3 separate regions of the Mus musculus genome follow, and regions 1 and 3 are each linked to region 2. The links are chromatin contacts, called in public Hi-C and promoter capture Hi-C maps. All regions are on one chromosome and are shown on one strand. The core of a region is the stretch at or near the end of the contact, and the rest is flanking DNA. Distances in the headings are between cores, read along the strand shown. Region 1 holds the start of A830005F24Rik (RIKEN cDNA A830005F24 gene). Region 2 holds the start of Bicd2 (BICD cargo adaptor 2). Region 3 has its middle 8.4 kb from the start of Mirlet7a-1.

The links. Promoter capture Hi-C pulls out the DNA fragments that hold promoters and counts their contacts. Hi-C and Micro-C count contacts between places; a contact is called where the count stands out from the background.
Region 1: a promoter capture Hi-C map of second pharyngeal arch cranial neural crest shows a contact between it and region 2. The contact joins the promoter of A830005F24Rik here to the promoter of Bicd2 in region 2. A contact is called at or near these places in 5 of 39 promoter capture datasets (cranial neural crest, frontonasal cranial neural crest, liver and 2 more), 1 of 484 Hi-C or Micro-C datasets (embryonic stem cells) and 1 of 115 datasets of contacts at active chromatin or transcription factors (embryonic stem cells).
Region 3: a contact with region 2 is called in a Hi-C map of erythroblasts, with 5 times the contacts expected there. The contact joins the enhancer-like site here to the promoter of Bicd2 in region 2. A contact is called at or near these places in 6 of 39 promoter capture datasets (the HPC-7 cell line, cranial neural crest, embryonic stem cells and 3 more) and 2 of 484 Hi-C or Micro-C datasets (adipose-derived mesenchymal stem cells and erythroblasts).

Annotation. Positions count from the first base shown.
Region 1 is chr13:48,511,116-48,515,443 of GRCm38.p6, forward strand. A830005F24Rik (RIKEN cDNA A830005F24 gene) reads left to right here and starts at 2,455. Exons shown (of 2, transcript NR_165458.1): 1 at 2,455-2,514; 2 at 3,019-3,724. It overlaps Zfp169 (zinc finger protein 169), which reads right to left and starts at 2,321. Exons shown (of 5, transcript NM_026450.3): 1 at 2,180-2,321.
Region 2 is chr13:49,339,440-49,343,966 of GRCm38.p6, forward strand. Bicd2 (BICD cargo adaptor 2) reads left to right here and starts at 2,110. Exons shown (of 7, transcript NM_001039179.2): 1 at 2,110-2,471. The coding sequence starts at 2,232.
Region 3 is chr13:48,544,416-48,548,835 of GRCm38.p6, forward strand. No RefSeq gene overlaps it. Among named protein-coding and RNA genes, the nearest start is that of Mirlet7a-1, 8.4 kb to the left of the region's middle. Within about 2 kb of position 1,501, at least 414 of the 459 cell types and tissues checked have an H3K27ac peak or open chromatin away from gene starts, as enhancers often do. A contact at or near this core is called in the HPC-7 cell line, adipose-derived mesenchymal stem cells, embryonic stem cells and 4 more, where this site is marked.

The DNA of each region.
Region 1 (4,328 bases), core at 1,205-3,704, 830 kb before region 2:
CTTCTTTTTCTCTTTCTTTTTTTTTTTAAGATTTATTTATTTATTTTATGTGTATGAGTACACACTGTAGCTGTACAGATAGTTGTGAGCCTTCATCTGGTTATTGGGAATTGAATTTAAGATTTCTGCTCACTCAGGTCAAGCCCACTCGATCTGGCCAAAGATTTATTTATTATTATAAATAAGTACACTGTAGCTGTCTTCAGACACACCAGAAGACGGTGTCAGATCTCATTGCGGGTGGTTGTAAGCCACCATGTGGTTGCTGGGATTTGAACTCAGAAGAGCAGTCAGTGCTCTTACCCCCTGAGCCATCTCAATTTCTTAGCTCCAGCTCACCAGCATCAATAGTCCCAGTAATGCAAAGTTTTCACTTTAGTAGTTCTGGTATCTTGTTATTTACAGCAGATTCTTCAGCCCCAGCTAACCAAAACCACAGAATCTTCACAATAAAAATAGCAGCGGCACTGATAAGAGTCTTTAGTCTTCCCTCTGAAATTTCACAAGCCAGGCCTCCATCTTGTGCACTGTTCTCAACATTATCTTCCAAGCTCCTATACAACATCCCACAGAGCTCTTAATACCGAATGGATCTTCTAGCCCAAAGTTCCAAAGTCCTTCCACAGTCCTCCCCAAAACATCATCAGGTTGTCACAAGAATACCCCATTCCTGGTACCAATGTGTCTTAGTCAGGGTTTGTATTCCTGCACAAATATGACCAATAAGCAAGTTGGAGAGGAAAGGGTTTATTCAGCTTACACTTTCCACATTGCTGTTCATCACCAAAGGAAGTCAGGACTGGAACTCAAGCAGATCAGGAAGCAGGAGCTGATGCAGAGGCCATGGAGGGATGTTTCTTACTGGCTTGCTTCCCCTGGCTTGCTCAACTTGCTCTCTTCTAGAACCCAAGACTACCAGCCCAGAGATGGCACCACCCACAATAGGCCCTCCCCCCTTGATCATCAACCAAAAAAATGCCCCACAGCTGGATCTCATGAAGGCACTTCCCAACTGAAGCGTCTTTCTCTGTGATAACTCCAGCCTGTGTCAAGTTGACACACAAAACCAGCCAGTACAGACAATAGGGCAACTGTACATACAAGCTCACTGCAGTTACAACACCATGCACAAGACCCGTGCAAGCCCAAACCAGAACAAATCTCAGCACAGAGACAAGAGTTCGGCACCAAATACCTAGTACCAAGCTACGGCAATTACTAGCTGCTGGGAGAGGAGGAGAAGGGTTTCTCTAAGAGTATATAGCCCGAGGTAAGCCAATAACAATCCAATGAAATATTCAAGAATATTGAATTCAGCATAAGTTAGTCTTAAAGGGTTTTGAAACAAAAAAGAAAGATAGGTCACAAAGATAGGTGGACTGGGGACAGAATTTTCAGTGGTGAATATAATCAAAATGAGTTGTATATATAGATCAGAGAACTAAAGAGAAAAGGAGAAACCAGGCTACACCGCCAGAAATTCAGGGAGCCAACAAGCCCTGGGTCATGGGGGAAATGTCTCTTCCCATTACATCACTCCAGGCTCTTGGAAGATCCCAGAGCTCAAGGGAGCCACACAAGGTCATTAGCCCACAATGTGTAAAAAGGCCACCCCCACTCCCCCCTACACACATATACACACAGGCACGCACGCGCACACACATACACACCACACACACAAGCCTTGTCACACACCAAGACTCCAAACTTCAAGACTAGCTCTAGTCTCTTGGTCTTTGCCGTTGCATTCAGCCAGGCAATTCTGTATGTTTTCCCCGCAAGGCAAGCGACCAAGCTGTATTTCCAAATTCATGATGAGTGCAGCTCCCCAAGACTTCTGTCCTCACCAATTCAGACATTTGTTCCTGTGGAGGATGGCTCTGATCCCTCACAAACCTCAACAGAGAGCGGGGGTGGAAAGGTGACATCTAGATGCCCCAGGTCCAATCTCCCTGACCTGGCACTAACACAGGGGACACACCTACAGCGTCATAGCCTGGGAAGCAGGCCAGACTGACCTGTAGCTTGTTTAGGACAAGATAGTGGACCCCTAACCCCGTTCTCACATGGCCCCCTCCCCATCCCAGGGTCTTCACCGAGACCCTCCTCCGGGATGGGCAGAGAAGCTGATTCCACTCCCAAAGACTCCACGCATCGAGGATGGAGCAGCGGCAGACACCTGAACCTTGTGGGTGGCCCACGCCAGCTCTCCGGACTCTTCCCCGCCTGGAGGGATCTGCAAGAGCCGAGGACGTCTGCACTTTCGCTCACCAGAACCGCAGTAGAATCGTCCACAGGCACAGGTGACGACTGCAGGATGCGGAAGTACACCGACCGGGGTGACGCGCGCGCACTTCACTACCCACGCAGCGCTAGAGATGGGGGAACTACAATACCCAGAATGCCGCGTACTGCAGGACACCCCATGCTGACTTGGCTGCAACCCGAAGCTTCAGACTATAGGAGGGGCTCCCTAGCACTGCCGGACTCTTTCATTGACTGCAAGACAACAGGGTAAGATCTTAGAGAAACAGAAAAAAAGCAGAAAAGCCAAACCGAAGTAATCTTTGCGTACTTCTAAGGAAGCTCATTAATCAATTCTTTTAAAAAAGATGTGCTATCTAGATGCCTTCCTCCTGCCAATTCAATCTTGGTTGGTTTTTTGTTTGTTTGTTTGTTTTGTTTTTTTTCTTTTTTACGTGCCTGTGAGTCGTGTGTTTTAAACTGCAGCATGTGTGGATACTGTGGGTGTTGTTTCTTGAAAATAATACTTTTTTTAAAAAATGATTACAAAAAGACAAGGGCAAACTAAGTTTGAAGATATTCATAGTGTAATGTTTTAAACTATTTTGCTCATACAAAAAAACACTTCTTGGTTGTAACAGAAAGACAAAAATCTTTGCGAAAAGACTAGGAATTTGAGCGGAACTCAATTTAATTGAATTTGAATTTTCAATTGTATTTCTAGTATTTGACGTGAGCAGTATTTTCAAATTATTTCCCATTTGCTTCTTAAAGTGAGGTGGCAAACAGCAGAAGTCAACAGGGACCAGATTCAGTCTTCCACATAAAACAAGCTTTAAAAGGACAACATGGACTAAGAAACCGATGGGGAAGCACTGCACACAGAAACAATGGAGGAATATCAGTGATGTGGACAATAAACGAAGTGAGCAGCGAACTCCCCTGGTGAGAAACCGTTCTGGCACAGAACAGAGAAGGGAGACCCGAGCAAGACCTGGAGGTCAACCTGAGACGAAGCCGGGGCCCTGGGGAAACCAAGGCAGCTTCAGTTCAAAGGACAGTACGAAGGACCAGAGAAATCCACAGAGGTTCAGTGGCTCCTTCCTCGGGCGTTCACCGAACACTGACAGCACGCGACACACAGCTGTGCCATCCCAGGGAAAAGTCCCGGGAAAAATGTCAGTGGGAATAAAGGGGGTGAGGAACAACACCTCTTCCTATGAGGCCATAAAGCCTTCAGAGTTGTACATAATACCTGGAAATGGTTTCATCTTGATAGGAAGACAAGATGGGGCCCCCGAGCCTTTCTTGTTTCACCTAGGAAAATGCAAAACTAAGCCTAGAAAAGATCAAATTGTTTACAAGTAACTTCATTTTATTTTTTTTTAAGTTTGAGCATACTTAGGATACACGCCACACTTGATAAGGCAAAAAACATGGAATGTCAAGTTTTCAATTAAAAGATGTCATGCCAGTAAAATGGGTCTATATTGTTCAGATAAAGAAAAAATAAAATCAGTAAGAATAATACTAGGAAATAAGGAGAGGCGCTGGAGAGGTGGCTACCGAGTGTTAAGAGCACTTGGGAATCTTGCAGAGGACCCAGGTTCAGTTCCCAGCATCTATAAGATGGCTCACAACTGCTTAGAATTCCACTTCCAAGGATCAGATGCCCTCTTCTGGTCTCTACAGACAACTGCATGCACACAGTGCACTTACCTGCAGGCAAAACACATTAATACTTATAAAAATAAATAAAAATGCATTAAATAAAAATACATTAAGTAAAAAGAAATATCATGTGGAGATGGTCTCAGTGGATAATGTGCATGCCATGGTGCTCAAGCATGAAGATTCGGGTTCGGATGCTCAACACCTTGCTTCAATTTTGTTGTTGTTGTTTTGCATTTTGAGATAGGGTCTCTCCAGAAACTGTCCAGAAACTCACTTTGTAGCCCCTGCTGGCCTCAAACTCACAAAGGTTCATCTGCCCCTACCTACCAAGTCCTGTGATTAAAGGCGTGTGCCACCATGCAATTTGTATGACTAGAGTGGCAGAAAAAGACACCTGACGTCAGCCTCTG
Region 2 (4,527 bases), core at 860-3,359:
CAGCATGAATGGATGAGGGGGTGGGACATCAAGGGCAATACCAAGGATTTGGTAACAGGCCTCAGTTTCCTCATTCATAAAACAATGGTGTGAACTGAAATATTGAGAGCACTGAGTGAGCCAGGCTTGTGACCCAGGGAGTACTAAAGAGGTGGTCTCTCATCTGAAAGTTGGGGGAAGATCTACATACATCATCCTTGAATGTGGAGTCCTCTGGGTCTCTCTCTCTCTCTCTCTCTCTCTCTCTCTCTCTCTCTCTCTCTCTCTGCTGTCACCTCCTCAGAGAAGTATTTCCTGATTGCCCCACTCCAACCAGTGACAAGGAGATCCTAGAAACCTTCTTCCAGGCCCTAACCTTGCTGGTCAGCACTGTCCCTGCTGAAGGAAGCCCACAATAGTAGTGAGCTATCATTTGTATCTCAAATCACCTTTATCTTCAAGTTCAAAGTTCCCTGGTCAGGTTCTCACCAGAAACTCATGGCTCTCCCCCTCCCTACTCACACCTGCCTCACAGTCAGGTTCAGGTGGGTATGGAGAGGTTCCCAGGCAGCCTGGATAAGTGTAGGTTCTGTAGAGCTTGGGGACTTGTTGGAGGAAAGTTTGTTCCTTCTAAATCCACCTTCACTTAGTGTGAACAGCTTGCGTAGGCCTGATATATGGGCCTCAGTGTAGAGCCAGGACTGTTGTACAAAATTAGGCTGGTTGGCCAAAGAGAAGGAGGAATAACACATTTACTTATACAGCGCTCTCTCTCTCTCTCTTTTGAGACAGGGTCTCTCTATTTAGTCGTGGCTGGCCTGGAACTTGACATGTAGATTAGGCTGGCCGTGAAATTCTTCTACCTCTACCTCCCAAGTGCTGAGATTAAAGGTGTGTTCCACCACACCAAGTTGATTTACTATGCAATTCTTGTGTTGATCCTAGATTTTCTTTTCGCGCGCGCGCGTGTGTGTGTGTGTGTGTGTGTGTGTGTGAAGTGGGTTCATGTTCCTGTGTGTGTGTGTGTGTGTGTGAAGTGGGTTCATGTTCCTGTGTGGGCACACAGGCCCCACATGCACTGGGAATCAGAGGACAAGATCCAGTTGTCAGTCTTTGTCTTCCATCTTGTTTGAGATTGGTTATCTCTGCTTTTCTTGTCTCCCCCTCTCTCCCGCCCCTGTCTTTCATACTCCAGCCTAGCTTCAGGGGATTCTCCAATTTCCACCTCCCATCTTTCCTCAGGGACATTGGGATGATAGACTGTGCTTTAGGTGGGCTCTAGGGGCGCAAATATAGGTCCTTGCTCTTACTGAGCAAGAGCTTTATCCTCTTAGCCATCTCTCCAGCTGACCTCTATGTTTGATGGTGGTCCGCAGCTGTAGGGTGTGGTGTTGCGGGGGTGTGTGCAGTGAGAAAGGGAACAACACGCTTGTTATATCCAAATCACCATGCAAGGAGGGAAGTTTTATTTAGAATTATAGTGAAGAGTACAGCTACGTCTCGCCGAAAACGGGGGACGGACAACATTTAAATACACCTTTGACATTATGCTCACGGAGGTGCCTTCATTTCCATGAAAGAAAATCCTAACGGACAATGGACAAGAGGAAGTAGTATCCGGGCCTGGGCTCCCCTGAGCCCCTAGCGTCAGGCTGTTGGCATCCTTTTGGCAGTGCCCGCGGCCCGCCACAAGTCATTCAAATTCCGCATAAAGCGCGCGCCACACAGTCTCACCAGCCATGCTCTGACGTTTCAGGACGCGAATCTTACTCGTGATATCCACAGCTCGGATCACCTTACTCCACAAAGGCTGGGAGCGGAAGGCTTGAGGTTCTCCGGGTGGCTGCCGGGTCCCTGGGCTGGGGTCGGTGGCACCCCTACTTTTGTCACGTCAGACGCGCCCGCCAATCAACGATTGGAGCCAGGCGGGTACAGAGCACAACGGGCAAAGCAGTGAGCGTAAAATAGGACTACATCTCCCACAATGCTAAGGGAGACGTAGCTTTGCGTCACGTTAGGCGCCTGCCCCCTTGAGATTTAGACCAATCACAAGCGCGGACCAGGTGGGCGCAAGGGACTACGGGTTGTGTAGTCCATGCTCAGTGGGACTGCAGCCCCCAGTGTTCCGCGCGCGTCAGGGAGGAGCAGTGCGGCGGCGCGGGCGGCCGTCGGGGCTGGGCGGCGGCAGCGGCGGCTAAGAGGGCCCGGCTTGTGGGAGCCAAGGTGGGAGCCGGCCTCGGCGCGCGGCCACCATGTCCGCGCCGTCGGAGGAGGAGGAGTATGCGCGTCTGGTGATGGAGGCGCAGCCGGAGTGGCTGCGCGCCGAGGTGAAGCGGCTGTCCCACGAGCTGGCCGAGACCACGCGTGAGAAGATCCAGGCGGCCGAGTATGGACTGGCGGTGCTGGAGGAGAAGCACCAGCTCAAGCTGCAGTTCGAGGAGCTCGAGGTGGACTATGAGGCCATCCGCAGCGAGATGGAGCAGCTCAAAGAGGTGAGTGGTCGGCTGCGACCCCTGCCTCGGGCGCTAAGGTCACCCTGCCCAGTGGTGGGAGGTACCAGGGGTGGGGCAGGAGACCTAGAGTTGCGGTCCCGGGCAGTGACGGTGAAGGGACCCTGTTCGGCCCTGTGTCCGGTTGCTGGGGTCCAGACTCCCTGCAGCCCCACTCACCCGCTAGTTTTCTTTGCAGGCCTTGTTGGCCTTTTCGTTGAGGACTGATGTCCTGCTATGGTTATTGCTGCCTAGGGTGTGTCTGTGTGGTTGGTGGGGAGCAGATGATGCCCTTACAACTGAGGCTGTCCGTGCAAGTGACCCCAGGGAAAAGCTGGACCTGGGGTTGGTTGACCACAGTTTGTCACCTTCAAGCAAATCACTTCCCCCCCATTTTGGAGCAGCTGCTTTCTGTGCTATTCATCAGGTTTCGTGACCGCCTGAGGCTGGGAAGGGATGGATACAGGGCTGAGTGAGTCGCAGCCCCTGGTTGCCTATGGCCCTTGACAGGCCGGCTTTCCCGATATCCATCGCTCAACCAGCTGCTTTTTCCCCATCTCATTAATGGTGCTCCCACTACTGGGATGCATGGCTTCCATCGACCGCTTCCTGTCTTGCTCTGCCTCCTAGGGCCTGCCTGTCACCGTGGAGTCTGTGTTCTTCTGTTGGAAACATGGTACTTTGTGTCATCCCACTGTAGGAAGAGAGGTTAGACTCCCAGGCTGGCCAAGAGCTTGGGGAGGGGCAGTAGGAGGGACCTGGGTAAGCTTTCTGGGATGATTTAAGTATTAGTAACTCTCCCATCTTCTTGACTCCCCAGCCTTGTTCTGGAGACTGGGGGAAATGCTTTATGGGAGAAGGACACACTTGAGTTTGGACCAACCCCTTCTTATTGCTTGTGATGGGTGAGCCTTGGGTGAGCCATGGGTAAGCTCTCCTCAAACCTTAGCTTCCAGCTCTGCAAAGTAGGAATACAGCTTTGCCAATCCAGAAGTATTGCTTTTAGTATTCTATATTTGGAAAGGCCTGGCATGGGGCCACACAGGTAGCTTGTTGGATTATCTCAACAGTTTCCCTTCCCTGTGAGACTCAGTTCTGCTCTTGAGTATTAATCACAGGCTCATCTTTTGATACTTCTGCTCCCAGTCAGCTTTGGATAGATGCCTGAACTCTTGAGAGCCTCTCTGACTTTTAGGGGAATGAGTCCTTAAAGTCTGGGTAGAGCAGGGCTGGGTGAGTCCCAGAAGTGCCTGCTTCTTTGGGCGGGTAGGAATTGAGTCTTCACACAGATTCTCAAATCTGTTGCCTGACAGAGGACATTAGTAACTTTCCCAAGCCTGGCTTCATTTGGCAGAGGGTTGACCAAAGGAGTGGGACCCCTGGAGGGGGAGGGGCAGGCAACCCCCTGGAGGGGGGGCATGTAAAGTGATGTGATAGATGAAGGTCAGAAAATATGGAGTGAAAATATGGAGTGGGTGTGTCCTCTTCCCAAATCTAGTCTTCTGGGCTCCCATTCCCCCCTCCTTGGTCCTCCAGGCAGGTAGCAACTGTTAATTATAGTGCCACTCCCTTTGCACATACAGATGGGTTGCCTTCCCACTTCCTATGGAATGCCTGTGAACCTCTCCTGGGAAGCTCACTGTCCTCTTCTGAATTAACAGGTTTTCTTCAGTACTATGTGCAGTGAAAACAGGCTAGCTGGTCCCAACTTTGGTGACTTCTATTGGTCAGCCTCATGGGATTATTATTATGGGCGGAATCATTTTATGGCACAGTGAAGAGCAATGGTTTACATATAGCCTTGTCGTTATCTGGAGGAAAACCTCTCAGGACACGTGATCTAGTCTCTTGGTTGCCCTTTAGGTATCTGCTTAGCCTAATGCCATCCACACACTGGCTATATATATAGGCTTGGGCAGACTGCTCCTCTCCTCTTTGTGAGGTGGGATAAGGTTTCTTCCAGAAGTTTCTAGTAGAATCCAGAGGAATGCATCAGATTCAGAGAGGGCTGCCAAAAGTTTGTGCCAATTTGCCTCTTGTCAGCATTGTGTCTGTTCTT
Region 3 (4,420 bases), core at 251-2,750, 800 kb before region 2:
CACTGAGCAACAACTCCAGCAGGACCATTTGTTTTAATACTTCACTCTGTGAACTGAAGTACTTTTTTTTGTTGTTTGTTTGTTTTTGAAACAGGTTTTATCTGTGCAGTCCTGGCTGTCCTGGAACTTGCTCTGTAGATCAGGCTGCCCTCAAAACTCTTGAGATCCACCTGCCTCTGCCTCCTGAGTGCTGGGATTAAACTTGTGTGCCAACACCTTCTTTATAGCCACATGTTTTGCATTCCTCTACCTTTCCAGCTTGAAAAATTACTAAGTCTCAAATCAGCACAACTTCAATTTATAGTGGGGGAGGGCACAGCTTGCTTCAAGTCTACAAAACTATCAATTTCTACAATAAAATTACCCATAGGGTAAAATGCACGCCCCATCTACACAATTTTGATAACACTTTTTAGACCCGACTTAATTTGGAAGATTTCTATTCTCTAATTAAAGTTCTTACATTTCCAACTAGTATTTTTGTTACACTAACAATTTCAAATTTCCCAAATATTACTGCTTCAACTGACAGAACCTAATGAAAGGCCAGAATGCTGAAAAATCTGTATTAAACTAACTTTTCTTTTTTTGGCTTTTTTCGAGACAGGGTTTCTCTGTGTAGCCCTGGCTGTCCTGATACTCACTTTGTAGACCAGGCTAGCCTAGAACTCAGATATCCGCCTGCCTCTGCCTCCCAAGTGCTGGGATTAAAGGCGTGCCCGGCTAAACTAACTTTTCTTATAAAAAGATTGTTTACTTGTTCAATTTTCTTCACAAGATTATCAGGCAATCAAAAACAAGAACACTAATGTTTTAAACTTCAAAAACAGGTTGCCAATATTTTTCAACAGTTAAAAAAGCAATCTGTCATCGTCTTCCATTTTAACTAAGTTTCTAAAGTTTTTCTCCGCCCCCCCTTGTCCTTTCATAATTATCCTTTTAACACAAAAAGTTGAAAACTACAACACAGACGATCACTTCTGACACAGACCCTGCACTAACAAGCGGGATCACCGAAGGGCAGTCCTGGCCAAGGGCATAAAGGTTACCACCCTGCCTCCGCTAAAGAGCGCGCCGAGAGATAAGTTTTCTTAGCCGGCCTCCGAGAGGCCACCCGCTTCCAAGAGTTTGCAGCCTCCCCAGTCAAAAGGCCAGTCTCGTTTCCGGTGCCACCGAGCTGCAAATCTCCTACCCCATCCCCTGGGATACAGTTTCCTCCCGCTCTCGCGCTCCCCTCCCCCTGGCCAAGGACGGGCAGCCGCAGCGATCCTCCAGCCCCAGCAGCTGCTCCAGGCCCTCAGGCCGCAGTTGGCCGAGCGGAGCAGGGGCAAGCAGCCAGCGTTGGCTCTCCGTTCCCTCCCTGCCAGCGCCTTCCCGCCCCGCCCCGTCCCTCCCCGCCCCCCGCACTTCCTACCTTCCTCCATCCCACCCCCCCCAACCAAAGCCAAGGTCTCCCCGGCCCACAAACCTGACGGCGGAAGTGACGTCATAGAGGCCCGGCTACGTCCGCAGCCAGTCACGCCACAGCGGGGAGGTAGCCCCGACCAACCGGCGCGAGCCAGAGGGCGGGACTTCCGTCCGCCGCAAGTTTGATTGAAGCGGCGGGGGAGGGGCGAGGTGAGGAATGTGAAGAATGACCCCCCTCCCCCGCCCGGTCGCCGAGGAGCTGGGCGGGAAGCGGAGGGGGCTGGGGCAGGCCAGCGGCCACGCGGCACCCCTCCCCCGCCCGAGCCCCAAGGCCCACGGCATCCGTGGGCCACCGGCCCCGGGGCCACCCGCCTGCCCGAGGCGCCCAGGCCATCCCACGGGTCCCAGGGTGCGGCGCGGCAGCCCCCAAGTCTTCCCTCCTGGTCGCCCGCTGCCGCCGCCGCTGAGTCTGGAGGAGGGAAAAATGGCGACGTCCCCGCGCTCGCCTTCACGCCCGCAGTACCCACCTCAAGCTCGCGGATAAAGGCGTCCCGCTGCCGCCACGGGAAATGGTCTGGCTTTCCCCCCACCGTGGCCCTCCACCGCCGCGCCCGGGAGAGAGCAGCGCGCGAGAACCCGGATGGAAGCGCGGGCGGGCGGGCGCCGCCTCGGCGGCCTGAGGGAAGGCTACGCGCGCGCCGGGAATCCGAGGCGGGGGCGGGAGCTGCGGGCAGCGCGCATTCCTATTGGCGGACGCTGTTGACGGACGTGTGCCTCGCCCTCTCGCCTTAGCCGGTCGGGGCTCACCCGGACCCCCACTGGAGGGTGACGGCTGAGCCCGCCCCCGCCGCGGAGAAGGCGGGTCTGGCCCGCCCACCGTGACAGGCTCCTCTTTCCCTACTGGAGGACCGGGAGAATAGCGAGGACCGTCCTCTGAGTCCCGCCCTCCGCGGTGATGGACAAGTCGTGTCACGTGGCCTCCGTCCGCTCTGCCGGCTGCGAGGCGGGAGGTGCTAGAGTTTTCGGGGCGGTTTTCACGTGTACCCAAGATGTTGGATTCACTCAGTCTTCCCTCTCGGGGGCTCCGGGGCTCGACGCCAAGGCCACTCCATACCTCACTTCACCCATCTGTCACATAAGGAGTTAGGTCTCCTATGGTGTATCTTTTATCTCTTTTATTTTTTTTTTCTTTCCCATGTATTGAAATTTTTGTGCTAAAACTTTTTCAAAGCAATCTTTACGAATTCTTTTTTTTTAAATCAATGCAAAAGCATTTCTTCATTCTTACTGGAACTTTCCATGCACTAGGAGACCTCTCTGCTCTTTGGTGGGTGGGTTGGGGTACTATTTAATGATAGTAGGTTTGCACGGTTTAAAAAAGAGAGTCAAGAGAGTCAAGCATCAACAAAACCCTATGAACATTCATCTGCAATCCATCCAGGGGAAAAAGGCACTGTACACGTCAGCAAAGTGCTTATATTATAAACTCCAACTATAAGCCATCCTAACATTCTCTGTCCAAAGCAAATGACAAGAGAGTTTAGAAGATGGGAGAGTTTGGGACTAAAGTGAACAAGTGAACAAAAAGAAGAGGAGGGTGGTGAACCTTGTGGGATAGGTAGGATATGGGGAGGAAGAGCTTCAACCTTCAGGATATACTGTGAGAAAGAGGATTATAAACCACACGATGTCATCAACTCTTCATACAAAGCTGGACTCCTCACAGTAGGTTTTCCTTCGTAGGCATAGCGGTGTGGATTTTGCTGTTTCGTTTTCTTCCTTTTTTTCTTTCTACTTTTTTTTTTTTTTCAGTAAACAGAAACCTAATTTGAAGGTGACTTACAGAATCAAAATGCCTCAATATAGCCACCTGACTGGCGACGGATGGCTGAAGCTTCTGGTTTCCGTCCTAAGAGAAAGAGACATTCTAGACTATGGGAATTGGGACCTATAAAGTAGGAGTAGCCCACAGAGAAGCCACCCCCTGGGCCCTGAAAGAGCAAATTCCTTCAGCCGAGGTCCTTGGAGAGGCCCACCCTGTGTCCTGGAGGCTTTGCTACCTCAGTTCCGTTCCACCTCTAGCATGACTCCCTCCAAATTTTCTCAGTCCAGACAAACAAGTAATTGTAACCAAAACTGCCAAAGTAAAGCATACATACTTCTCGAAATGTCCTCTGGCCTCTTTGCCTCAGTCCTCCCCTTGTTAAGATCTCCTTTGACCTGTGTCTTCTCTTTTGTCCTTTCGTTCATTGTTCATTGCATGACTTCAAGATGATATATTCACTTCTTGATCTCCCTGCTGTTCATCGATCAGACTCTCCGTCCTTATTCCGGGGTGTGATGGGCCATTTTAGTGTGTCAGTTTGAGCCACCATGCCCCAAGATATCTTATTAAATAATATTGCTGGATGTCTGTGAGGATGTTTCTAGAAGAGATTAACATTTAAAGTGGTAAACTAAGGAAAAACTAATGGCTTTGCCTAATGTGAGTGGATATCATCCAGCCCATCCAGGGCTTGAATGAACCAAAACGGTACAGGGACACAGGGTGGCTGAATTCTCTGCTTTCTGACTCCTAGGCCCTGAGATTTCACCAGCAGCAGCTTGCCTAGGTCTGCAGCTTCCATATGGAAAATTGTGGGCCACGGCCCAGCTAGATGGCTCAGCAGATAAAATGTGCTTGCCGCCAAGGCTGATGACTAAGTTCAGTTCCCAGAATCTGCATGGTAGAAGGGAACCAACTCCTGCCAAGTTGTCCTCTGACCACACAAACGCACACATATATGCTGAGTAAATGAAAAAAATTTTTTTCAAGGAATTAATAGGACTTCTTAGACTTCATAATCATTGATCGAAGAAGACACATACACATTTATACGTAGATGCTCCTTGTCTTGTGATAAAGTTTGGACCCAATAAATCAATATTGTAAGTCAGACTGTCATAAGGTGGGAGCATTGAATACACTACCAGTTCTGCTCTTCTGGTAAACACTGGCTAATACAGCAGATCA